Regions from separate parts of the Mus musculus genome. Here all the other regions are linked to region 1. A link is a contact called in public HiCAR-type and promoter capture Hi-C data. All regions are on one chromosome and are shown on one strand. The core of a region is the stretch at or near the end of the contact, and the rest is flanking DNA. Distances in the headings are between cores, read along the strand shown. Region 1 holds the start of Mapkapk2 (MAP kinase-activated protein kinase 2). Region 2 holds the start of Cxcr4 (chemokine (C-X-C motif) receptor 4). Region 3 holds the start of R3hdm1 (R3H domain containing 1).

Region 1 (3,724 bases), core at 1,204-3,703:
AATCCCAGCAACCACATGGTGGCTTACAACCATGTGTAATGAGATCTGACGCCCTCTTCTGGTGTGTCTGAAGACAGCTACAGTGTACTTACATGATAAATAAATCTTTAAACAACAACAACAACAAAAGACATAGGAATCTCGGTAGTGCATGTCACTGAAACAGGATTTCTTTTAACCAGATTCCCTCGTGGCTGGATTATGTCTCAGCCAATATTTGGGTATGCAAATGCTGTTGACACGGCTGCCACTCTCCAAACATCTTGGCTCTCCATTCTTCCTCTACTACTAAATCTCAACACAAAGATGTACTCAAAATCTGCAATTTGCCAGCTGAGTCAGCCTTAGCTCCAGGAGCAGGAGCAGGCTGCTTTCGTCAAAACAGACTGAGAGTCCCGTAGTCACCCACTTCTGACTAGAGAAGGGGAAGCACGAAGACTGCTTAATACTCGGCTAGGCTCCTTCCTTTCAAAACTATTCAAAGGAGAAAAGTACACGAACTTCTGTCAACTATACCAGCAATCTGAATTGACAGCCAAGAGCACTTCAGAGGACCGTGTGTGTATTCAAACAGAATAGGAAGGGGTGAAGCGGGGGGTTTTGTTGCGAAGTCTTTATACTGTGTTCCAACTATGCAGGAGAGTGAACAGCTAGTAGCCCCAGTCTGCTGGTGGGTAAAGGCAGATGGCATCGCAGAGGAGAGAGGAATCTTTCCGGGAAAGAACATCTGTACTTCCTCAACAATACAGTTAACTGTGGTCAAACTGTTCCCTTGCCTCCAGTCCCCAAGGTCAGAGCCACCGTTCAACCCAACCAACTCCTTTCCTCGCTTAGCTAACTCCCCAAGAGCTTATAGTTTGTTTGCTTGTTTTTTAAATGTGATGCAGAAGATGAAAACAGCAAAACATCATAAAAACTAAACTTATTTTCCCCCTACAAAGTACCAGGTTTCGGTCCCGTTGACCGTGTATGACAACGGCCTCACGCATAACTCAATCTATCTGTACTCTAGAATAGCTGAAACAAAGCAAGTTGTGTGGGCTGAAGGGGAAGAGCAAAATATAACACAGGAAGTACTTTGCTCCTCCAATCATTGAGACACCCCAGGAGAAAGAAACCTGACAAGTGACCTTTAGAGATATGGTGTAACCTGAAACCCTTGAGAGAAGAAAACTTTGCAGTGACCCTGAATGACAGCCTTCCCTGCTTCACTTGGACCTTTTGAAATCCCCATTCTCCACTACCACCGACAGAAGCAGAGACGGGTAGACCCACAGAGATTAAGAGTGGGTTTCCCAAATGCAGGAATAGTATTTCCTGCCTTTGAGTCTCCGGCTACCAGGGACCAGTGTACCAGCACTAGGCCAAGCCTGGCTTACAGACAAGGTTTCCTACGGTGGAGGGAGCAATGGAAACAGCCCGGCGCAAGCCTAAGGGGCAGCGCAGGCCAGGCGCTGGCGGTTCCAGACGATCGCGGGGCACGGAGGCGGGGTCCCCAGTCTCCAGTGCCGCGCCGCTCCGCGCCGACGCGCCCCACCGCTGCGCGCCGACCTCGCGAGGCCGAGGAGAGCGAAGTCACATTCCGGCTCCCAAATAAGGAGTAGGGTTAAGGAAACCTCAGAGAGCGAACTTCTCCAAACCGACCGACCAACCAGCTCAATGAGTAAAGGGCCTTTTGTGCCCGCAGAAAGGAAGGAGGGAGGGAGGACGAGGCCACCGTGTCCTCGGCGCCGGGTAAAGCGAGCAGAGGCCGTCCGGGTCCCAAGAGTGGCCACCAGGCTGGATCCCACTCACACCCCAACATGGCAGTCCCCGTGAGTCCTCTCGGGTGCCGGCCACTCGCGGGGTGACCGGAAGCTGCACCGGATCTCAGCGCGATCCCGGGCGGCCCAGACTTACCTTTAGGGCGAATTTTTGCTGGGTTCTCTTGTCGAAGATCCGCAGCACCTTCCCGTTGATGCCCAGGCCAAGCACTTGGCTGGTGACCTTGTAGTCGTCGGTGATGGCGTTCTTTCGGATCTGCAGGCCCGACTTGACGTGGAACTGGGGGAACGGCGGCGGCGGCTGGGCCGGGGCTGGCGGTGGAGGGCTGGGGAAAGGCGCCGGCGGAGTCTGGCCCGGAGAGCCCGACAGCATGGTGCCCGGCGACTCGCGCGCAGAGGCAGGGGCCGCGGCCGCCCCCTCCTCCGGCTCGGGCCCGGGTCCCCGCCACGCCCCGCCCGGCGGCGAAGTTTGCTCCGGGCTGGAGCCGGCTGCCCCGCCCCGGCCCGGCTCCAGGCTCGGCTGGTCGCGGGGCCCCGTGGGTCCCGCTGTGCGCCGCGGGCGCCCACCAGCCCTGCTCCCTCCCCCCGGAGACGTGCGCTCCGGGGAACGCGGGACGGCAGGGCCCGGCCGGAGGAATCGCCGCGCCGAGAAGTACCAGCCCGGGGGCGGCGGCCGCGTCACAGGCTGCTCGGCGTCCTGGGCTAGTCCTTAAAGGGGAGGATCGAGGGTGGGGCTTGACTGGGAGGCGTGGACATGGGGGAGGGGTGGGCCTTAAAGGGGAGGAAGTCCAGTGGCGGGAGAGCTTAGGGACTGCGAGCAAGCGGGCTTGTGGAGGGCATCGAGACATCCTAGTTCTTAACCCGGGCCGGGCAGAGGGGAAAGGGAGGAGGGCAAAAGAAAAGCTGCTGGATAGTTCAAACAAAACCCTCACTCCTCCAGCTGCTTGGATCTAGAAGACAGGTCATCGGAGAATTGGAGGAGATGTATTTTGAAAGAAACGGATAATTGATAAGAATCTTTCTACGTGGACTCTGTGGGTGGGGGGTGAGGGGTACCCGAGCAGAGCGAGAATCCGGGGGCCAGGACTGGGGGAATAAGAGAGACTATTCATCCTAGGATCAGGTGTCAGGCAATAGTAACAATTTCCTTAACATACTTGTGAGTTTTACTTTTTTTTTCTCTCATGGACTTACTGGTTTTCACTGAGAAGAATGTACTACTGTGATACCACGAACAATTTAATTATTATGAATTCGAACATATTTTTATATAAACCCAAAATGACCCAAGATGGAATGGGGCACTCTAGCCACCTGTTATCCCGGCTATATGCAGGAGACTGAAGCAGGAGGATAACAAGTCACAGGGCCAGCCTGAACAACAAAGACAGACTCTGTCTTAAAATACCCACAAACTTCATGTCTCTCTGGGAGGTACACTTATACATTTGTGTTCTTAATTCATTGCGATTATAGAGCAAGGGGAAGGGCTGGGAAATGGTTCTAGAGTTGGGGAAATGGTCCCTGCGGCCATAGCCAATAAGTAGTCCTGAAGCAACCTAGTTCTAGTACAAATCTCTGGGCCTAACTGGCCTGTAGCACTGCTGAGATCCACAAGGGTTTGACTGTTACAGCAGTTAAGAAATGAGACAAAGGAACAAGATAGATACAAAGCTCTGGTTTACTTACTAATACAGACAAATTAAAGATGAGACCTGACCCATGGTCACACAAAGTCTTTAATATGTCCCAACAAAACTCTGGAGACGAGACAGTGCCCTGAGAAAAGGGCGTTGGAGACATAGCCCAGGATGGCAAGACTCATTTGCTGTTCCCTGTTTAGATTTCCGGAAGATACTTGTTCCAAGGAAGACAGAGATGAACAGGTGGAGGACTGTAGGCCCCCTCTTGAGATCCAACTCACTATGGATCAAGGAGACAAGCGCTTTTTCAGTGCTCAA
Region 2 (3,891 bases), core at 735-3,234, 2.5 Mb before region 1:
ACAACCAAACCAAACAAACAAATCCTCCATTCAAACAAAGAAGTCACTCTCAAAACTGTGTGCGGTGGTATCCAGCGGCGTGGGGTTAAAGTCTGTGTTGAAGGAGATGGGATTTCTGTATGAGGATTAGCCAAAGGAGGAAGGAAAGAAAGAAAGAAAGAAAGAAAGAGAGAGAGAGAGAGAGAGAGAGAGAGAGAGAGAGAGAGAGAAAGAAAGAAAGAAAGAAAGAAAGAAAGAAAGAAAGAAAGAAAGAAAGAAAGAAAGAAAGAAAGAAAGAAAGAAAGAAAGAAAGACGGAGCTTGACGGTGGGGGTCCCCCAAAGACTCTTAGCTTTTTAGGCGCAAAACCTTGTTTTTCTCACGTCTGTCTAACACAAACTATTACATTTCGAGTCATGCGTAGTGAAGAAAGCTGGATAATGTGAAGGTCTTTGGGGGTTTAGGGTCAGCAGAGTGTTAGAAAGGAGCAAATAGCACTCCCCTACTTCACCCCGTGCGGCGCTTCTCTGGAAGGTGGGTCTCTCTTGCCAAACCCATGTTTATCACTGGGTGGATCTGGGACGTTAGAGTCACACTGTCCTGGGTGGGGAAAGTCACGGGGTCTGTACCCCGTGGTTTTCGCCCCCAAGTTTCACTTCCTCACTTTCCGGTCGCTTCCCATCCTGCAGCGGACCCAGTTAGTTACTGGAGTCCGAGGTAGGCAGCAGGAGTGGTCCAGACCGTGCGCACCCCGATGTCCGAGTCACCCACCTAGGGGCTGGCACCGTTGCCCATCATACCCAGGTCTACGACCAACACACAGCGGTTCTAGGGGTTCCTCCTGGCTGCGCGCCAGGATCGTTCCTCCGGGTGCGAGCGACAGATTGGGCTGCTCCAGCGCGAGCGCCTTTGAATTGCGCGCCGCCGGAGGAAACGGAAAAAAAAAAAAAAATCACCAAAGAACAAAACCCTCCCTAAGCGAGGGGGTTTCAAAAGGCTCAGGAAACCACCGACGGTTAAACACTGGGGCTCAGTCAAACAGTCTCCGAGCTTGCACCTGTTCATCCCTCCGGCGACCCGGCACAACCCAGGTGCGGTCCCAACATGCCCTCCTGTCCCCAACCGCCGTCATGGCCAGCAGCATCATGGTACAGACTTATGACCCTTTCTCAGGAACGATCCTAAAGGCAAGCCCGACCTCGGGAGGTTCGTTTGCCACTGCGGGGAAGTGGCGGGTCGGATGCCCGCAAAGCGCTGCTGCTCCATCCCAAAGCGACGTTCTCTCCGCGGCTGCCGCAGTTTGTGCCCCCCCTCTAGGCAAGCGACGCGGCAGACTAGCTCACTTTTCCCGCCGAAGACGGGCGCTCCTCTGTCTGCACTATGGAATTTCAGAACCGCACTCCTAACTCCAAGAACCGCTCCAAGACGCTCCGGTTCGAAGCTCACCCAGAATGTAGTGCCTACGCGTGCCGACTAAAGTCTCTAAATTCACACAATGTAAGAAACTCTAAGAAAACTCCTGTTTTCAGGAGGACCAGACGATGGTCTGAGTCTTGGGACAGAGGGCAAGCCCTTCTCCCTTTTTCAAAAAACTGGGACGTTTGCAAACAGCGTGCAAGTCGGCGCGCGCCGCGGGACTCAAGGGGGAGGGAAACAAGAGCAACCTTAGGAAAGCTCCATCTGAACCCGTCCCACTCAACTTACTGGCAAAAATATTCCTATCTTCCTCCCCCTATAGCCATGTTCACACACATAAAAAAAAATTAGTTCCCGCTCCTCCTTGTGACCCTGACACCCCTCAAGGTTTTAGTTGCTTCAACCCGCTCCTTAAAGGGGCTGAGCTCTAAGTTCACACGTTTGCACGTTTACTATAAAGTAGGATGCAAGTGGACTTACACTCACACTGATCGGTTCCATGGCAACACTCGCTCTACAGCCGTGGTGGTTACCGGAGCACCAAACGCCTCAGAGGTTTCACTGCTACCTGCTGCACCAGGCAACAAAATTGAAGTTTCTGGCCCGAACCGGACTTTTATAAAAACACGCTCCCGGGGCGGCGCATGCGCAGCTCGGACGGGGCGGGAGGAGACTGGCGGGGGCGGGGCGCAGGGCGCGGGCAAACAGAAGTCCAAGAGCCACTGCTGTTGTGTTTTAAGTCAGTATGGGTCCAGAGCCTGGCCGGATAATGTTCTCAGAGTTGGGGAAAGCAGGATGCCAGCCAGGGTGTTTCTGCGGGTCGCGCATCCATCCTTACCCACGTGGATAGAATTTTAGACCTGGAGTTTACGGGTGGAGAACTTGAGACAAGACTGGGGATGGGGGTGTGTGACTTGGAGCCTGCCTAACCAGTAGGCGGCAATGTTGGAACCTCCGCCAGGGTTCTATACTCTGAGCTGTCAGGAGTGATTACTACCAAAACTCTTCCAAGCAAGTGTGTGTTACTACATATTCATATAATGACATTAGGGTCAGGTGTGGCAGAAAGCACTTGCGGACCCATCCAGAAGCAGATATACTCCCAGGAAGAAAGTCACAATAGTGGCAACAATTTCGTGAAGAGATTTGGGTGTGTGTGTATGTAAAATGATTGAAATGTGCTTTATTATAAAGAATTGAGCGGCGAGGACTTTGTGTAATCACATCCTAAGAAATCCGCACAGAAACACTGGTTCATTTTCATTTCATAAGCACATAGGGGGATGCATCTAGTTAACAGATAATTACAGAGTCCCAGCTGGGAAGCTAGCCGCGATTCATGCGCAGTCAGTGGGCGCTCCACGAGCTCCAAGAGACCAAATGGAGCAGCCTGGGACTGCAAAGCCTGGCCTGAGCCCAGAGCTTTCGCTTCATGCCTATCTCGCGTCTCCCACGCAGAACACTAAGATGGGAAGTCTTAGTGAAGAGCTAGTTAGGTCAGGTTGGGGGCGTGGATGGCTAGGGAATCTCAGACAGGCTAAGGTTGCAGTGGGCGCCCAGACTGCTTCCCAGGCTCGCGCGGGATCCGACCGGCGCCGAGCCTGGGCTAGGCGGGGAGGGAGAAAAGGGTGGGGTCAGAACCAACCAGACCTCCAGCCAGAGACCGCGGGATCCAATGCCGGGGGCACTGGGGGTGGTGAGACATCCGGCAGCAGGAGCCTGGGTTGCTATGCAACCCAGATACCGCCCCCACCCCCTCCTGGAATGGACCAAAGGATAGGCAGGCCCAGACTGCGCCCTCAACTCCATCCCCGCCCCACTTCTCCCGTTCCTTTTTTGTTTGTTTGTTTGTTTGTTTGTTTGTTTTGTTTGAGGCAGTTTTATGTAGTACAGGCTGGACTCAGGCTCCGTATGTAGTTAAGGATGACCATGAATTTCTGATGATCCCGTTTGTCACCTGCCTAGTACTGGGATTACAGTTGTGTGCCACCACGCCCAATTTTCGTGCTGATAGGGCTTAAATCAGAGCTTTGTGTAGGCTAGGCAAGCAGTCTACTAACTGTACTATCATTTGCACCTCCTTCTTTAGCTAAGGAAGGCTTTCGGTTGGAAGTGCTGGGGAGCTGTTTTACAGCCTGGGAACTCGTCTCTCTCCATCTTCCTGTATGGCCTGGGCACTCTCCTTCAAAATGTGCTGTCAAAGTCCTCTTCTGCCCTGCACTTATGTGATCCAGAAAAGCTAAGGATGAAATTAGGAAGTGCGACCCTCAAAAACTGCTAAGTTAAAAGCCAAGAACTTCCACAAGCACTTTTAATTATATCCAATCATTACTAAAACATAGGCTCATATTTCCATAAACTAGTTAGGACAGACAGAAGAGCCCGTGGACCGGAATATCAGACCCATTAAAAGAGCGCTGGTGTTCAAGATCGGTAGCAGCAGGATGGTGAGCTGTGTCTAGCCTCCAAATTCCTGCATTCCCAAAGGCTAAAATGG
Region 3 (3,948 bases), core at 642-3,141, 3.0 Mb before region 1:
ACACACACGTGAAAGTATTATATTGAAAAGCAAAAACATTTATTTTCTTTAAAAAAGTAAGAGTGTTTTGTCTGCTTGGAAGTTGCAGATATATTTCTGTCTCTGGGATTGCACTAGTTAGGACTCTCATCCACATAGTATATAAAACACCTCTTAACAGTTCTGGACACAGACTTAATACTTCAATAAAAATAATGAAAATAGAAAGGAATGGTTTTTAAATCTAAAAGTAGAAAGCAAAGAGGAAACCAAATCAACACACAAAACATAACTATGAAGATGCTAAATTTGGAGATATTAAAAAGACCAAGTAACATAAATTTTGCTTAATCTTTCTAACTCGTTTTAAACAAAACTTACCTTTCTGTGCACTCTTCAATCCTTTAAGCCTAGTATATTTACCACTAGTGTAAGTGCTCAATAAATATTTATGAGAAAAGTAGTAAGACAAAGTCTCCATAAAAATGATGGAGGAGACTTTTTTTTTTTTAAGATCCTGTTCAAAGGCAACTTCTGACTTCTGGGGACTATTTGTATAAATGGGAGGAATTAGTTCAGAATTTCCAATACCTTCCAGGACATGAACCTATGCTGCTTCACAGACAGTAGCTAAAGGCAAATTAAAGCATCCTCTACAAACTCAAGAGTGAACAGATCTGATAAACACTGGCTCTGCAAGACTAAGTAGCAAAGTAGAAAATTACATTACAGGCTCGAGAATTACACCCATGCCATTTCATATTTCTGGATGGGTTTTTTTAGGGGGAGGGGGCAGTGCGGGGGGGGGGGTTATTTTAGACAAGGTGAATTCTGTAGTCCCAGCTGTTTTAAAACTCACTCTGTAGCCCAGGCTATGAACTCGCGGCGACCTTTCAGCTTCCAGCTGTTACAGGCATCAGCCACCACGCCCGACTGTTACCCACTATTTTCTTATAGCGCAATTAAAGTGCAGTCAATTTCCCATCTCTTGCCCTATACAGTCCGCCAAAATGCAGCACTAGCTTCATAATCTTCAACTCCCGCCAAACTTTTTGCAAGCGTCTTCAACTAAGCGGAAGTGACGTTAAACGGATGACCTAGACTTGGAAGAGTTCAAATACCAGCACTCTAAAACATTGTAATGTGTTGAGAAAATTCCCAACCCTGTTATATTCTCCTTCCTTTAGCGATGCGAAAAGACCTGACTAGAACCTTGCGACTTCATTCTCAACTCCAAATTATTCAAAAATTTCCTCTTACTCATCTAGACAAGGAGGTTACACCGTAACCTCTCAAGAACTACAATTCCCATGAAACACTACCGGAAGCAAAATGAGGAAAACAGGGTCTCAAAGCATCTTGGGAACTGTAGTCGCAGGAGCCAAAGTGCTCAGAAGCCCTGCCTCCACCACTAAGACTGGAGGAACCAGGTGTTCAGCCTGGAACCCGTTACCGCTAAGGGGCGGAGCCACATCCTTAAAGCCTTCCTCTCATCTTCCCACATGAACGACAAAATTGTCCTTTCATCCTTAAAAAGCTCTATAATCATTCCCTGAAGAAAGAGAGTTGTCTACCACATCTCCAGTGATTAAAATCGCCCGGAACTCGCCCACCTCAGGATTCTACTCGTGGGAAAGGTGGCTCTTTCACAAGTGGGCAAAATGGCTGTCCTCCTAGCTTTATCATTGGTTGACTCTTACGTCGTTCAGGGACGACAACTTGCCCGGGATTGGTTCTTTTTCTTTTGTGGGTGGAGATAGACTTAGTCCCGTTCTCCCGCTGTCCCGCAGTGATAATGGGGGTGGAGCGAAAGTGGTTTTCAAACGCTGATTGGATAATTTGTATGTCACTTAATGTTGACCTAGCGTATGAGGTAGGCTGCTTTCCGTCAACGCGACGGAGAGGCGGGGCCAGTGCGTGGTGGGAAGGGGCGGGATTCTGCCGCCGCGGCTGCCGCTGGAGCCGGTGTCCGGGCTGGTGATGGGGTTAATTCCCTTCCGTGAGACTCTACCTTGCAACCAGCCGGCCCCGCCGTCGCCCCGCTGTGCCGCGCTCCCGCCACCTCCTCCTGCTCCTTCTCAGTAACGCGGGTAAGAGATGCTGTCCCCTCCCCCGCGGCGCCCCGGGAATAACGCGCTCGCTCCCCTCCCCCGCCCGCCAACCGGTAGCGCTAACGGAGCGGGAGAGTGAGGCAGCCGGGGAGCTAAGCGCTGAGGAGACGGCGTCCCTCCCCTCTCCTCCGGCCCGCCAGGGGCCGTCGGGTTCTGAGGCGAGCCCTCTAGTCGCCTCCACCGCGCGGTGCCCGCCGCTTCGCTGGGGGCCATGTGCAGCGCCAACCCCTTGAGGCCTAGCGGGGGAGCTGGGGACAGGTTCCCGAGCGTCCCTGCTGCAGCTGCTGCTCTTGCGAGCCCTGGAGATCCGGGGAGGACGGAGGGGAAAAGCAACATAGTCAGGCCAGGCTGGAGCAGGGACCGTTCGCGGAACTGTTCTCCGGGGCCTGGACCAGATGCCCGGGGCTGATACCCCCGCTCCGGGGAATTGTCACACACACCAAAAGGGAAACAGCACGTCGTGCCCGTACTGCCCGTACTGCTAGAAAAAACACAGTGGGGAAATTAGCAAGAAAGTTGAATGACTGTCAGAGCCTTGGTCGTTGATGGACGAACCTACGGGGGACGTTATGATGTAAATCCCCCTCCCCCCTTTCCATCCCTGTATATTAGAAGTTTTTTTTTTTTTCTTCTTGTGGTTATGTACCAGAGATTGTCACTGTTGTCTGAAGTTGCTTTTAAGGAGAAACAAAATTGGGTTTGGCTGTTGTGACTTCTGTGAATTGGGTCCTGAGAGAGCAAGTCCCCTAAACTAGTTAGAGGTGAAGAGGTATCTTCCAAAGCAGTGCTGCTTACTAAATAATAAGGTGCATTTCTGAAGAGGTAAAAATAGAATTTCTAGCATGAATGAATACACACAAACACACATATCCCACTCCTAAGGTTATAGTTTGGCTGGGTCACGTTAAAGAATCTCATACCATACTCCCCTTTATTTTAGATTTTTTCCCTGGACAGGGTCTCTCTGTGTAGCCCTGGCTGTCCTGGTACTCACAATGTAGACCAGGCTGGCCTTGAGCTCACAGAATCCACCTGTCTCTGCCTCCCAAGAGCTGGGATCAAAGGTGTGGCCCCCCATCGCCCAGCTAAAGAAACCTCTTAAATTTAAATGTCATTGATTCCAAGAGCATCGAGTCATAAAAAGATGAAATCAACCTCGAAGCCCCTTCCTTATAATACTTGAATCAGTAGAGTTCATGTAGCTACCCATTTAACTGAAGAAATATCATTCTCTTCAGATTTTATGTCTTTATATTTTAGGGGATTGTCTTATAATTGTATCAGATTTTGATAGTGTGCCCATCTTTTCAAATTCCACTCTGCTTTTTCAGCCTAGGAGAATATGACTTTAGTGGACCCTGTAATCTATAATAGGCATGGCTACAGACCACCCCATTTCTAAGATTTATTTGTTTTAGAGAGAACACTGGTTCTGAATAAACAACCTATGCTTTGACTAATAGACTATTTCTTCTGGGTCACAGAAGTACCTTAGGAATCTGCCATGTTCTCAAAATAATGCAAGTAGATACAGAAGTAAAATAGATCCATTCACTTGGATTAAGAAGGAATCTGGTTATGTGTTACTGATTTTTTTAATGTAGTACATAGCTTTTGAAGATTAGTTCCCTCAGCTTCTCCATTGAGTCCCCATAGCATACATTCCCTAGCATAGTTCCCCAAACTTGATAATTAGTTGGCAATTTATGCAGTGATATATTTAGGTCTCATGAATTCTTTGTATGGAAGGTCTGATGAAAATACAGGGGACTACATTCTTTTACTATTTGTGGGACCATTTTATGAGGCTAATCTAACCTAACCTCGGTTAATAATGGGGAGGATAATGCTTAATCTA

Evidence for each region. Promoter capture Hi-C pulls out the DNA fragments that hold promoters and counts their contacts. HiCAR-type assays count read pairs that join an accessible place to other places.
Region 2: a contact with region 1 is called in a promoter capture Hi-C map of cranial neural crest. The contact joins the promoter of Cxcr4 here to the promoter of Mapkapk2 in region 1. A contact is called at or near these places in 3 of 39 promoter capture datasets (the C10 cell line, cranial neural crest and hippocampal neurons) and 2 of 115 datasets of contacts at active chromatin or transcription factors (astrocytes and embryonic stem cells).
Region 3: a HiCAR-type map of astrocytes shows a contact between it and region 1, with 7 times the contacts expected there. The contact joins the promoter of R3hdm1 here to the promoter of Mapkapk2 in region 1. A contact is called at or near these places in 1 of 39 promoter capture datasets (liver), 1 of 115 datasets of contacts at active chromatin or transcription factors (astrocytes) and 1 of 9 other capture datasets (adipose tissue).

What each region holds. Positions count from the first base shown.
Region 1 is chr1:131,095,390-131,099,113 of GRCm38.p6, forward strand. It overlaps Mapkapk2 (MAP kinase-activated protein kinase 2), which reads right to left and starts at 2,454. Exons shown (of 10, transcript NM_008551.2): 1 at 1,900-2,454. The coding sequence starts at 2,136.
Region 2 is chr1:128,590,315-128,594,205 of GRCm38.p6, forward strand. Cxcr4 (chemokine (C-X-C motif) receptor 4) reads right to left here and starts at 1,985. Exons shown (of 2, transcript NM_009911.3): 1 at 1,875-1,985. The coding sequence starts at 1,895.
Region 3 is chr1:128,101,415-128,105,362 of GRCm38.p6, forward strand. It overlaps R3hdm1 (R3H domain containing 1), which reads left to right and starts at 1,892. Exons shown (of 27, transcript NM_181750.2): 1 at 1,892-2,069. It overlaps Zranb3 (zinc finger, RAN-binding domain containing 3), which reads right to left and starts at 1,057. Exons shown (of 21, transcript NM_027678.3): 1 at 839-1,057. It also overlaps the pseudogene Gm29383.